2 separate regions of the Arachis hypogaea genome follow, and region 1 is linked to region 2. The links are chromatin contacts, called in public Hi-C maps. All regions are on one chromosome and are shown on one strand. The core of a region is the stretch at or near the end of the contact, and the rest is flanking DNA. Distances in the headings are between cores, read along the strand shown. Region 1 holds the start of LOC112747282. Region 2 holds the start of LOC112747249 (FT-interacting protein 3).

The links. A called contact is a pair of places that touch in the nucleus more often than the background predicts.
Region 1: a Hi-C map of leaf shows a contact between it and region 2, with 5 times the contacts expected there. The contact joins the promoter of LOC112747282 here to the promoter of LOC112747249 in region 2. A contact is called at or near these places in 3 of 8 Hi-C or Micro-C datasets (all in leaf).

What each region holds. Positions count from the first base shown.
Region 1 is chr2:68,787,862-68,794,786 of arahy.Tifrunner.gnm2.J5K5, reverse strand. It overlaps LOC112747282, which reads right to left and starts at 4,643. Exons shown (of 11, transcript XM_072218552.1): 1 at 4,239-4,643; 2 at 3,498-3,603; 3 at 3,042-3,113; 4 at 2,813-2,954; 5 at 2,647-2,700; 6 at 2,345-2,544; 7 at 2,194-2,250; 8 at 2,040-2,098; 9 at 1,710-1,853; 10 at 1,080-1,209; 11 at 289-514. The coding sequence starts at 2,665. The coding sequence ends at 2,072.
Region 2 is chr2:68,441,176-68,448,079 of arahy.Tifrunner.gnm2.J5K5, reverse strand. LOC112747249 (FT-interacting protein 3) reads left to right here and starts at 4,886. Exons shown (of 3, transcript XM_025795213.3): 1 at 4,886-5,161; 2 at 5,530-5,602; 3 at 5,767-6,904. The coding sequence starts at 5,917.

The DNA of each region.
Region 1 (6,925 bases), core at 3,394-5,893, 350 kb before region 2:
TGCTATTCCTAATTTTGAGCACTGCCAAAAAAGAGGTTCGTAGCAAGCCACATTACTAATCATATTAACTAACCATAACTATACAAATATAAGTAAATAATTGAAATATTAATACATTGATAGAGTATAATTCTTGGTAGTGGATTTACAAAATTCCAAGTACAAAACAAAGATATCCCAGCACGAAATTCTTAGTATAAATTAAACCAAAATCAGCTCAACCAAAAGCAAGATAATATTACACTAGCTAAGGTAACATTATCCTAGGATCATAACTATATGATAATCTTCCATAAATTTGCACTTCATATTAAGTTTATATTTGAATATTTACAAGAAAAAAAAAGGAGCTTAATCACATTTAATCTGCACTTCATACATAATTAAAAAGAAAAAAAATAACTTAAAAATTTTTTTCAAGAATAATCAAGGCCTACCCTGTAACCACCATCAAACCTTGCTCGAAATATATCTGACTTGACTAAACAAACTCGATGAGCATAGAATCTTTTTCCTGTAGAAGGAAAACAGGGCAAATTAGTACATAAACTAATTTCTGACATTAGTTGACTTAATTATATAAATTATAATCAGTATTTGATCAGTGATGGAAACATTTAATTCTTTGATAAAGGATCACTATGAGTCAGACTCAATAGAATTTGATCAATCCTTTTTTCTGTCGTTAAGGTAGAGAATGTGTTTCCAATGCCAGTAAAAAGTAACCCAGCCAATCGTATTTAACATCCAGAAAACTGCCAAATCGATCTTTCTTTTAGTTGTTGAATCTCTCTTTGATTGGTCAATGCCCTTTTCTCGCGTTACCCGAAATCCATTTGCCTTCTTTCATCCCATTTTAACGAAACTAAAAACTAAAATTTTGTCTGAAATGTAATGCACGCATATCGCAATATATACCTTATTATCTTCAGTAAACATTTTACAAAAAAACCTCCTTATCACTTTATTTATTTATTTTCTTTGACATTAGTATGTGTATCTGCTCATTTAGGTCACTAAATTTCTTAAAACTATGTGAAGAAGAAAAAAACAACTTCGAAATGCACATATATATATACCTGACGCTTTCGAACCCTTGCAACAGAGCTTTGAAGTTCTCCTTCAAGCTTAGTCAATTCTTCGTATTGGAGAAAAGCTATGCCTTTTCCAAGGTAGCGCTGAATCCTCATCTCAAGGTAGTCTCTTTTTCTATCAAAAGCATCTAGAATAAGATATATTATTCATTTATTCAGCTTAAAAACAGAATTTAAATAGCTTACGATTCAAGATTAGCTAAAAGCAAATGAGATTTAGAGTTTAAAATTTGAGTTTAATTATAATATATTATATTCAATTATATATATATATATATATATATATATATATATATGGATGATAATTTATTAATTCCTTTATGGTAATCAGATATCCATATACAACTAAATTCTCAAAGTTTTATATATGACCCCAAGAAGTTGGCATATAAAGCACCAAAGTCAATTTGATCGGATATGGTCTCATACAAATCCATATATGCCATCAATTTATACTGTAGGTGTATAAATTTAAGTTTTCATAGAAGATTTTTATATTTGACTCCAAAAAATGGGTTTCATCAAGTATCACTAACCCCAAATCTATATAGACATAATTAAGAAACAATAATGTTGTCGGCAACCCAAAAAAATTGGAAAGGAAATATTTAATACCGTTTAGTATGGAGAGCCTTGCCAGCTTTCATGAGAAAAGGAACTCCATCCCATATTGCATTGTCAATGAAAAGCACGGCCCTTATATTGACCAACAACAACATCTTCTAACTGAATTGGTCTCATTGATTTAAGAACCTTCACCTGAGTTTGAGACAACAATCTTAAGTGTAATCATTGAATAGAATTGATCAATTAATAAAGCATCATCAGCAAGTTCAAAGGTTATCAAACTCTAGAGTTCACCTAAACTCTTGGAGCTTTAGTGATCTTGAATCATAAAACTTAGCTCATAATCTCAATTTCGAGGCTTAAACTTATAAGACTTACCTTTTCATTTCTGATGTCCTCGGCATCCAAGCTCACAGGAGTTTCCATTGCAAACAAGGCTAGTATTTGCAGAAGGTGATTTTGCATTATATTATAAGGAATTTATTAATAGAACACTAAGATTATATTATAAGGTAAAATATAATAAAAATACCTTTAGGATATTGTGCAAAGCAATGGCTAATGCAAGGTTAAAACCAACCTGAAGGCCCTACATAATTACATATAAAGAAGAATTAATGGCATAAAGTTACAATATTAAGGCAATAACATGCAACAATAACACCAAAATTGAGGTTTATTACCTTCACGGACCCAAGGAACACTGCCATTCCTTCAGGAAAATTATGTAAGCTAATACAAATGGCAGTGATAATTCCGCTGAATAAAACTTCACGGCTCTGCCTTTTCATAATGTCCCTGTTTCTACGCTCCAAGAAAAATGTTCTATAACTACACTCACCTGGCTCATCACCCCACTCCCTAAAAAATTGATAGAAAATACCTACAAAATGGAGTCGATAAAATGGATCTGATTAACCATAGTTTAGTTTTTTACAATCTTCTTGTACTAAAAAGTAGTGTATTATCATGGTTTTTCAACTACCTTTGAGTCTACAAGTCATATCTTCTTGCGAGTTTTTTCTATTGGTTTCTTTGTCTGCACAAAGAAATAGAACAGCCCCATAGATTGTAATTTAAAATTCACTCCATAAATCAACATAAGACTACTGGGTCAGCAAGCTTTTATGATAGTCAATTTGTTATCTCACCAGCACCGAGGAATAGGAAAGTGTGGTCGGCCAAAGTTCAATGCTTCAATTATAGTACTTGAATATCATCATTGAAGACTAGATGAGATGTGCCGTATTTCGCAAGCAACTCGAAAGCATTGTGATTTGCAAAATCTTCAAACTGTAGAAAAAACATTTTAAGGTAACAGAAACTCAATTGAATGATTCAGGTTCATAACATCATAAAAACTTGTTTAAAATTCACAACCTGCACAAGAACTTTTTCCCCATAGTTCTGCTTTACAGCAGCCATGAACTCACTCAGAAGTTCAGAATATTCCTATATAGAAACCAGATATCATCAAAATCACTTCATATCAATGCAAATGAAAGTGATATGCAGATATCAAGGCATGTATGTAATGTTATAATGAGACATATATAATGGTATAATGAGAAGAAAAATGTTAGTAGAAGATTGAAAATGCAAACTGCTGATGGACGAAGCCCTCCTAGTGCTGTGTACAAAGCCAATTTTCCAACAGGAATTCCCATTCCTTGAAATGAAACGCATCTAACATAAACTATATGAAGCCTAAGTTACTTATTTTACTATATATCATGTTTTCATTGAATTAATGTATCTATATACTAAAAAGTAACAGCTTCAGATAAAATAGAATGATAGGAGTCTAGTAGTTATAGTAAATCAAGGAACGAATACCTGACATCCAAGGTCTCTGAGTCCTAAAATTCGCTCGCCATCTGTGACAACAATAACTTGAATACTCCTCTCAGGCCAATTTTTCAGTACCTCAAGGATCTTGCACCTGAAAGAAAGCCAAAAGCTCTTATGATGATACTGAATCAAACACAGTACAAAGTTGCATACAAGAAAGAAATTTATTATATACTTCGCTTTCAAACTATGAACCCTAACATCCTTTTTACTTCAAGAAAAAACCAAAATTTTCAATAGAGAATAACAATTTTTCATTTATGTCTCTTCACCTTTATAATATATCAAATCAACTTAACAAAATCTATATCAAATTCTTTGCCTTGACCTGAAAAATTTACAGAAGAGAAAAGTACATTAGAACATAAAAAACAGAATTTGTGTATAACTTTGCCAAAACTATATCATCAAATTATCACAGAAACTAATATCTTTGAAAAATTTTGAAAAATTGAAGAAAGCAAAGAACAAGAAAAAATTAGGAACAAATCCTAATTGTAATGACTCGACATGACATAAAACTTGACTCGACTCAAAGCTTATAGAGACTCGCTAGCTCGCCTTCTTGATCTCCTCACTAGCACCACCAAATCTGCGCCCAAACCACAACACCGAATCCGCGCCCAAACCGCACTTTGAGTGCTTCAAGCCACCGGAGGAAAAGCAGAACCAGTGGCACAATCCGCAGTGGAAGATGACGCAGAAGCAGAAGATTTAAAGCATTACCTCAACAATCTGAATGAAATTGTCACTCTGAGAGGTCAACGAATTCATAGGCTCCACGATCATCTCGTCCTCCATTCATAACTCTGCACCGGCAACGCTTTGACGGAGGAGACGACGGCGGTAAGGAGATGAATGGCGGCGGCAGGGAGATCGAGATTTTAGGGTTTCACAGAGGTCCCTCTCCCACTCTCTCTTTCTCTTTCTCGCAATCGCTCGAAGCCCCCTCTTTTGAATGTTTTTTTTTCAATTTTTGTTATGGGCTAATATTTATTTGGGCTAGAAATGTTTTTAGTATTGATTGATCTGTGGGAGTTATTGTTAATATAATTTAGAGGAGTTTTACAAATTGTCACTATTAAAATATATTATAGAGGTTTATAATAACTCCCACTAAAAGACTACCACAAATAAACAAGAATTTTGTAGTATATATATATATATATATATATATATATATATATATATATATATATATATATATATATATATACTATTAATGTTAAAACGTACTTCCACACTGCTTTAGACTTTGAAAATTTTTCTTAAACCACCAACGGAACCCCACTTTTATCCTGAAATATCAAATACAAAAGTTGCAATGAAAATGAAATAAATTATAAATATATAATAATATGTTAAAAGATTTATTTAGTGATCATGATATTAGAATAGAGGGTAAAATATAATATACAGTATGACCCATTAAATATAGTTACTTCTAAACTACTTACTCCCTTTCCAGTTTTTTATAATAATTAAAGTCCCATGTAAGTTGTTTCAAAGTTGAAAGTTCTGTTTTATTAATCAAATGCATAGTAAGCACTAGACAGTAAAAAATAAAACTTAAAAAATAGAATAAGTGATACATCAAATAGTTAACTTTTTTAATGACAAAAATATATTTTACTCAACAATATACCACCATCAACAAAGTACATGACTTATATTTATTTTCTTTGATCTTGTAATTAACATACACAATTTGAATTATACCAACCTCCAAAGTTACTATGCTATTCATTTATTAGAACTGTATCTTAGTTTAATAAAGATATCACTCAGAGTATGTTAACTAATGGTCATTACCGAGTGCGCACGCAAATCATACGTAGACCTATTTACAATGCCAACACACTTAATCCAAACGCAGGAACACTCAAATAAGTGAAATAACTCAAGTCTCACTCAATTCCTCCTATAATACACACGCAAATTTCAATCCCTCAAAAATATTTCTATCTAAAAAAAGACAAGGCATTTTTTCTCAAATTCAAAATGAAAATAAATTTCACAAAAATGAAAAAAAAGAAAAAAATATATACAAACAAGCACAAAACTGAAATAGTAAACTAAACCTTTACTTATTTTTATGAAGTTAGCTTTTCTTGATTTCCACAAACAATCACAAAAACTGAACTTTTATTTGTTTTTACCGTGAATTTCTACTGCTATACACACACATAAATTAAATTAAATTAAAAAAATAAACAGAGATATAAACTCAGAAGATTAACAATTTTAAAAAAAATTTAAACAACTAAATAAACTCTTAACCCCCAAATGTTAAAAAAATCAAAAGAAACTAATCAGAGAAAGGGAAGACCGATTAGAGGAGGCCGCGACGGTGATGAACAAGTGTGGAGCAGAAGGCATCGATGCTGTTGAACGAGCTTCGTGTTGGACGTGACAATGTTGAGGAGGCGATAGTGGCTGATCGATAGTGACCAGCAATGAGAGTGAGTGAGGTGGCAGTGGTGGTGGCGAATGGTGGCGAGGGGGCTGACGGCGAGAGACAAAGAGAAAGGCGAGAGATCAGAAGTGAGGTTGCTGATGTTGCACAGATGAAGGGGAGGGGTTCAAAAATTCGAATTTAGGGTTAATTGTACAGGCGAACTTACCGTAAAAAAAATTTGCTGGTAACGCATAGCCTGTGACCAAAATGGCACGTTTTATTTAACTACCTTACCATTGTATTTTTCTACCCTAAATTTGACGGTAATAATCACGCCAATTTTTCTTTTTTTGCTCCAATTATTTTCGGTGAATTTACCGTCGAAAATTGATTTGACGGTAACTCTTTTACTCGACAAATTTATTGTCAAATCCGTTAGTAAATTCGCTAGTAAACTCGCTGCTAAATTTTGACGCTAAATTCGACGTTAAATCTGATGGTATTAAGCATTTTTCTTGTAGTGTACGCAGTGGTTTTGGAGTCATATATCATACTTTGGTGAAATGATTGGTGTTGAAGCTAATTACTAAGATTGAAAGGGGAAATGAATACGATTTTTTTTAATATTGGCCAAGTGTTGGTGTTTTTACTAAAAATGACTCATTTGTTGTGTAATCTAAGTTTATAGAAAAAAATTTTTCTCGGGCCAAAATCATCGGAACCAGTCAATAAGCCGAGATGGAGGGGGCAAATTGGTACTTCGCCAAAAAAAATGAGGCCGGCTTTGGAAATGGAGGTAGAATGTTAGGGGCATTGTCGTCACTGAAAGACAAGGCGTTGGGAGTGCTTCGACGTCCTAAGGGTGCGAATTGTTGAGGAGATGTCAAGTGTCCAACATGTAATTGCGTTGGAGGAGAGATACATGAATAGTTCAATGTTTCTCTCTCTTTCCTTTATCATACCCTGTGAAAGTGAAACCAAAACCAAAACCAAAGGAAAGAGAAATCACTTTGAT
Region 2 (6,904 bases), core at 3,637-6,136:
AAAAAAAATTGAAAATTTTAAATACATGAAACTAGTAAGAAAGATTAGTATAAAAACTATTTTAATTCGCATCCTTTAGTTTTAAGAACTAAAATAAATCATTTACCATAGTTTATTGTACATCAAGAGTTTTGATTTTTAATAGTGCATCTAATAACTAAACTTTGGTTAACTAAAATAATAAATACTCGTCTTCCCAATCCACTCAATTATTTTATTATTGATAATTCAAAAGAAGTCTAATTTGTGGACCACCACAAGATCCCAATGTAAGCTTTATTTATCAGTTTGTAAGTAGTTAGGCTATACAAGCATAGAGAAATGTAGAGGACTCCTACCAAATTCACATGCTGGATTATTTTTGGTCCCAAAATAGCTAAGGCTGAAATCCCATCCTTCTCCTTTTCCCTTTACTGTTCCACTAGACCACTACTCTTCGCGATTTTTTGGTCAAAAATGATAAAGAGACCATTGTTAATTTGTTATGACATAGGAATATGCAAATCTTATTTGTAAAGAAACTCATTGACCCGTCAATTTTGTACCATAAAAGTTTTCATTTATGTATGCTTACATACAGGGAATTGGGATTAAAGCGTAGACAATGTAATTATTTTTAGGGAAAAGTCTAGGGAGCCAGCAGTTTATTGAATTTTGGCCAGCATGTAACTAGCAGGAGAAGATGAGTCATTGGATGAAATTTCATACCAATCTCACACCATCAAATCATCATTGATGGCTAGTTGATGGCTAACAATCACAAAAATTGCTGGCCCCTAGCATTGCTCTATTTTTAGTCTCTTCTTATAACTATTATTTTTTTAATAATAAAGAAAAGTATTTCTTTCTATTTTTAGAATTTAGACTCAATTATTGAAAAAAAAAAACTAAAACCCTTACCATTTTAACTAATTTCATATTAATCACTATTATACATATTAATTTATAAGAAAAATGACAAAAACTAGATTCGTATCTATTGATATACACTATTAGTCTATTATAATACTTCTTAAATAATTTTAGCTCAAAATTGAGTTTTTATGAACGGAATTTTTCTTTTGATTTTGTTTTATGATGAACTATATAATATGGACAAATGAATTTAAATGAGTCACTTTTTATTATATTAAAAAATTAAATAAAAAATAAAGAGTTTATTTTTATTTGATTTTAATTTATCTCTCTCATTTTTTGCTCATCTTAAAATTTTTATCATTTAAATTAAATACAAACTAATAAACTACTAAATAATACCTAATCTGTTTTATATTTCCAGAAAAAAAAATTGAGAATTCATCTTTATGCCATAAAACCCAAACATTAAACAACAAGGCAAGATTAATTAAATTGACTTATCTTGTAAAATATTAAAATATTTATTTATTTTTTGAGACACATGTCAATAGTAATATTAAAAGGGTCCTGCTACACATATATGCAAATAACGCATACAATTTTTATAAGTTGGCCCAACCCAGGTTTAAGTCACGCGCACTCCTTCCCTTTAAATGGAGCGTCAATTCCACACGCGTCACTCAAATGATTACGCTTCGAAAAAACCGCTCGTTATGACTCACTCTTTCTCTTCTCCTTCAAAGATAACACAAATCCTCAAGTTTCGAGCAACATTCCAAACTGAAGAGACATTCGAACTCGTCGCGAATAACAGCAGAAACCATCAACAAAATATTATTCAAGGTACGTTATTGTTTTACTCATCTTGTACATTTTTCACATTTCTGTTTCTGATTTCGAAATCGAAGAACTATGTTTTACTGTTCTTCTTATTCTAGGTTTTACTCTTCTTGTAAGTTCCTTTAGGTTTTACTGTTCTTCAAAGTGGTTCTAGGTTTTACTGTTCTTCTTGTTCTAGTTCTTCTCGTAACTGATTTTTTGCTGTATATTGCTTAATTTATTGGGTGTATATGGAGTAATTTGTATGGGTGTATATGGTTGATTGTTGGGTGTATATGGCGTAATGTGTTGGGTGTATATGGTTGATTGTTGGGTGTATACGCCGTAATTTGTTGGGTGTATATTCCTGAACCCATATCATGTAATATAATCAACTGTTGCAACTGTTCTAATATTGCTTGTCCATGAGTGTATATTACTTGACATTGTAATATTGCTAGAGCTTGTATATTTATCCATGTTTCAGTGAATTGAACATAATTTTGAACTGATCTAATTAAATACTTATGAAATCGGTTTGGGTGTATGTGCCTCATCTAAGTTTTTACCGTTTATCTTGCTCTAGCTTTTACTGTTGTTCTTGTTCTAGTTCTTCTTCTAATTGATTTTTGTGTGTATATTGAGTAATTTGTTGGGTGTATATAGCGTAATGTGTTGGGTGTATATGGTTGATTGTTGGGTGTATATGACGTAATTTGTTGGGTGTATATTTCTGAACTCATATAATTTAATATAGTCAACTGTTGCAAATGTTCTAATACTGCTTGTCCTTGGATGTATATTGCTTGACATTGTAATATTACTTGAGCTTGTATATTTATCGTTGTTTGAGTCAATTGAACATCATTTTGAACTGATCTCATTAAATACTTATAAAATCGGTTTGCGTGTATGTGGTTGATCTATGGGTGTATCTGACTGATATCTATGGGTGTATTTTTCATTGCAGTAAAAATGGAAGGCAAAAACCAAGTTGGAAAAAATGGAAGGCAAATCAGTTTTTCATAATAGAAATATATCTAACTCTAATTTTGCTTTGTTTATAGCAAATCAAGGACCTAAAGTGTGCAACCCATCTGTTGAGTGAGAAATTCAGAAATATGAGCGAGGAGAAGTGATGCAATAAGACTGTCCAGGCCATCTTCATTGTTATTGAGTCCATTTTGTCAGATAGATTCTAATGATATTGTCACTGATTAATGTAACTGTTATATACTCTTGTAAGAAATTGAACACATAGTGTAAATATATTTGATCCAATTATAAGTAAATTTTTTTCCATAATTAAACTCTCTCTGGTGTATTCAAAATGTTTGATTTACAGGTACTATAATATGAAGGAAAACATCAAACCAAATATACACCCATAAACTGACATTTTACACCCAAAGAATGTTGATTATACACCCAAAACCCTAAACCCCTAAACCATAAACCCTAAACCCTAAAAATTAAACCCTAAACCTTAAACCACCCAACCTACTATACCCAAATCATTGAATTTTAGGGTTTAGGGTAATTATCGTATTGTTTGACGAATTGAATAAGCGAGCTGTTCCGGGTAATAAATTTGTTAAAAAATGAATGCATGCTCTCGCTCCTTTGTGTGCTGCTTATCCCTGCCCAGAAGTGGTGATCCAGATAGATTGGAACCCATATATGACGGTCTGCATAGAGATCTGCATAATACACCCAAACACAGACTATAAATACACCCGATAAAAATTAAATTTACACCTCTGCTGCAGATTTTAACCCAACACTACCTGAAAGCTACTTGTTGTCCACAAGACCAAAATTTAGCAGAAAATCATTCCAATTCCTATCAAATGAATTTTTTCTATGAGAGTTCCATTTTCCCTCTCTGCTACATGTAATCAATTGATTCTTAATCTCGTTTCCCTTCCTATTTGTGTTCCGAACTCTTGTAGAAAAACCTGCAGCCTTGGCGTAGTTCCTGTAAAATTTTCCAGCATCTTCAAGGGTGGTAAAGGTCATTCCAACCTTCAAAACAAATTGGCCATCAATAACAAAGAGAGGCTGCAGAATACACCATGTCAAAAACTATAAATACACGCAATTATTGCTAATATAATACACCCGAACGGCACCAACTCAACTAAAATGACAATAAAAGCCATAAGCTGTAAATACACAAGCTGCAGAATACACCATGACAAAAACTAAAAACACACCCAATCATGTCTAATATAATACACCCGAACGACAACAACTCAGCTAAAATAACAGAAAAAGCCATAAACTGTAAATACACCCACACTCCCGAAAAAATACACCCAAAAAAGTTTTGATCTACACCCGAGCGTCTGCTATAAATTCCAGATAATCAATCAAAACTAATACATTACATTCAATCCACAGATTTATGTTCACGGGGAAGTTTCACAGTCAATGTTCACGAATTATTCAGCTACACAATGCTATACAAATTACCGCAACAAAATTCAGAGTAATCGTATGTAAATCAAACCTCAGGAACTTCGTTAGATTCAAATTCATAATCCACTTCGCCCTGATTCAACTGACAATATGAGGTTGAATCATCCATTATCTTCAAAACGAGTTCAAACTTTGATTTCAAAAACCAGAAAATCGAAAAGAAAACAAAACTGGAGTTACAGAAAGAGGAACTAACGTCAATAACGAAGAACAAACCAATGAGAAAGGAGAGAAAAAGAACGATCGAAAAACCAGGGGAATACGCACGAGAAGAAGAACGATGAAATTCGGAAAGAAGGAAAACAAAGAAGGAAACAAATCTTTTAAATTTGGTAGTTATACAAACGCAAGATCTTTATATAGCGCGTGTAAGTGACGTAGGAGTTGCAGTGCATTTTGGTGGATTAGGCATTAATGAACTTGTAATAGTTACAAGCCCTAATCACTTGTATACTGAGCTTTTCCCATATTAAAAAGACTTTATAGATAAAGATATTTGTTAAGCTTAATTTTATTAAAAAAATTTTAATCTTTTTATTAAATACATTATACATCTCTTTAAAATTAATTTTTTTTGTTTTTCAATTAAAATTGTCTATAATAAGAAATAAGATCTCTAGCAAGTCACTTGTTAGCAAAAACTATATAAAAATGTATAATTGGAATAGAATATAATAATTTTATAATTTATTTACTATATGTTTAGGATAGGGATCAATGGATCATTGATTCATTGGTAAGACACGAACATGACGTGGCACACGTGTGAGGTGGGAGCGCATCTTGTTCTTTATACGCATCAGAGGTCCAACAAAACGGAGAGAGAGAGAGAGAGAGGGGAAGCTTCAGCGTATATTTGCATTGATTCATCATATCCTTAAGCTAATGGGAAAAAAATAAAAAAAAATAAGAAGAAAAAGGAAAAGAAAAAAAGTAAAGCATGGTTACTCGCCGGTTCAGTTCTTCCTTCAATGCCCTCTTAAGTCTTAACTACGCTTCTTCGGTTAGTTCTATTTCTCATTTCAACCATATTATTTACCTTCACAAAATTAACCATTAAAATCCATTACTTACTTCTCTTCCTCGAAATATCTCAAAGTTTTATTGTTATTACTTTTTAAAGTTGCTTCTGAGAGAGAGAGAGAGAGAGAGAGAGAGAGAAAAGTGAATTTGAGTTAAAGGGTATGTCTAGGAATGTGGAAAGTTTGAGAATTTGAAGCTTTACTCATTCATCACATGCTACATTCTGTCGGCAACAACCACCCCACCAACATTCTAGGTTTCAGATTGTTTATTTGTGCATGTCGAATCTCATCAATTTGTAATAATAATTCCTTTTTATTTTGGTGCTGTGATTTCGCATGCTTTCAGTGTGAACATATCGGATCTAGGGGTTGAGTTGAAGTAAAAAAGCTCTTTGATTTTGGTCAAGGTCACTTCACTTGTAAGTATCTTTAACTCATAGATTAATCAGAGATCTATGTTCGTGGATTTTAAATGTTGCATTTATCTTGTGTTGTTTGAGTACTTTAATGTTTTCCCCAATATTTAGGTGACTTGTAACGGCTATTTGACTAGTGTGTTTTTGTTTTTGTTCCCCTTTTTCAGGGTGCTGAAGAATTGATACCCGTTGTATTTAGTTTTTTATTCAGAAGTGTGTACTTTAAGATTGGAATATTCAGTAGTTGAAATTGTTGTGAAGTGAAGCAGCTTCTGTAATTTGGAGTCGGTGGTTTTTTGTTGTTTTGAACCAAGAAGATGCAGAGGGCACCGCCGGAGGACTTTTTGTTGAAGGAGACAAAGCCCCACCTCGGAGGTGGGAAGGTCTCCGGCGACAAGCTTACCAGCACCTATGATCTTGTTGAGCAAATGCAGTACCTTTATGTGAGGGTTTCAAAGGCGAAAGACTTGCCTGCTAAGGATCTCACTGGCAGTTGTGACCCTTATGTAGAAGTCAGGCTGGGAAATTACAAAGGTACCACCCGGCATTTCGAGAAGAAGACTAATCCCGAATGGAACCAGGTCTTCGCCTTCTCGAAAGACCGGATTCAGGCTTCGACGCTGGAGGTTACTGTGAAGGATAAGGATGTGGTGAAGGATGACTTCATTGGTCGCGTCTGGTTTGACCTCAATGAGATACCCAAGAGGGTTCCTCCAGATAGCCCTCTTGCGCCGCAGTGGTATAGGCTAGAGGACAAAAATGGCAACAAGGCGAAGGGCGAGCTAATGTTGGCTGTTTGGATGGGTACTCAAGCTGATGAAGCATTTCCTGAAGCATGGCATTCGGATGCAGCCACCGTTAGTGGAGCCGATGCTCTTGCAAACATTCGATCGAAAGTGTATCTGTCTCCTAAGCTTTGGTATTTGAGGGTTAATTTGATAGAGGCACAAGACTTGCAGCCGAGCGACAAGGGTAGATACCCTGAAGTTTTTGTGAAGGCAATTCTGGGAAATCAGGCATTGAGGACTAGGATCTCCCAGAGCAGAACTATCAATCCAATGTGGAATGAGGATTTGATGTTTGTGGCCGCGGAACCATTTGAGGAGCCACTGATTTTGAGTGTGGAAGACAGAGTTGCCCCTAACAAAGAGGAAGTATTGGGGAGGTGTATGATTCCATTACAGATGGTAGACAGGAGATTCGATCACAAACCGGTGAACACTAGGTGGGTTAATCTCGAAAAACATGTCGTTATCATGGAAGGGGACAAGAAGAAGGAAATCAAATTTGCAAGCAGGCTTCATG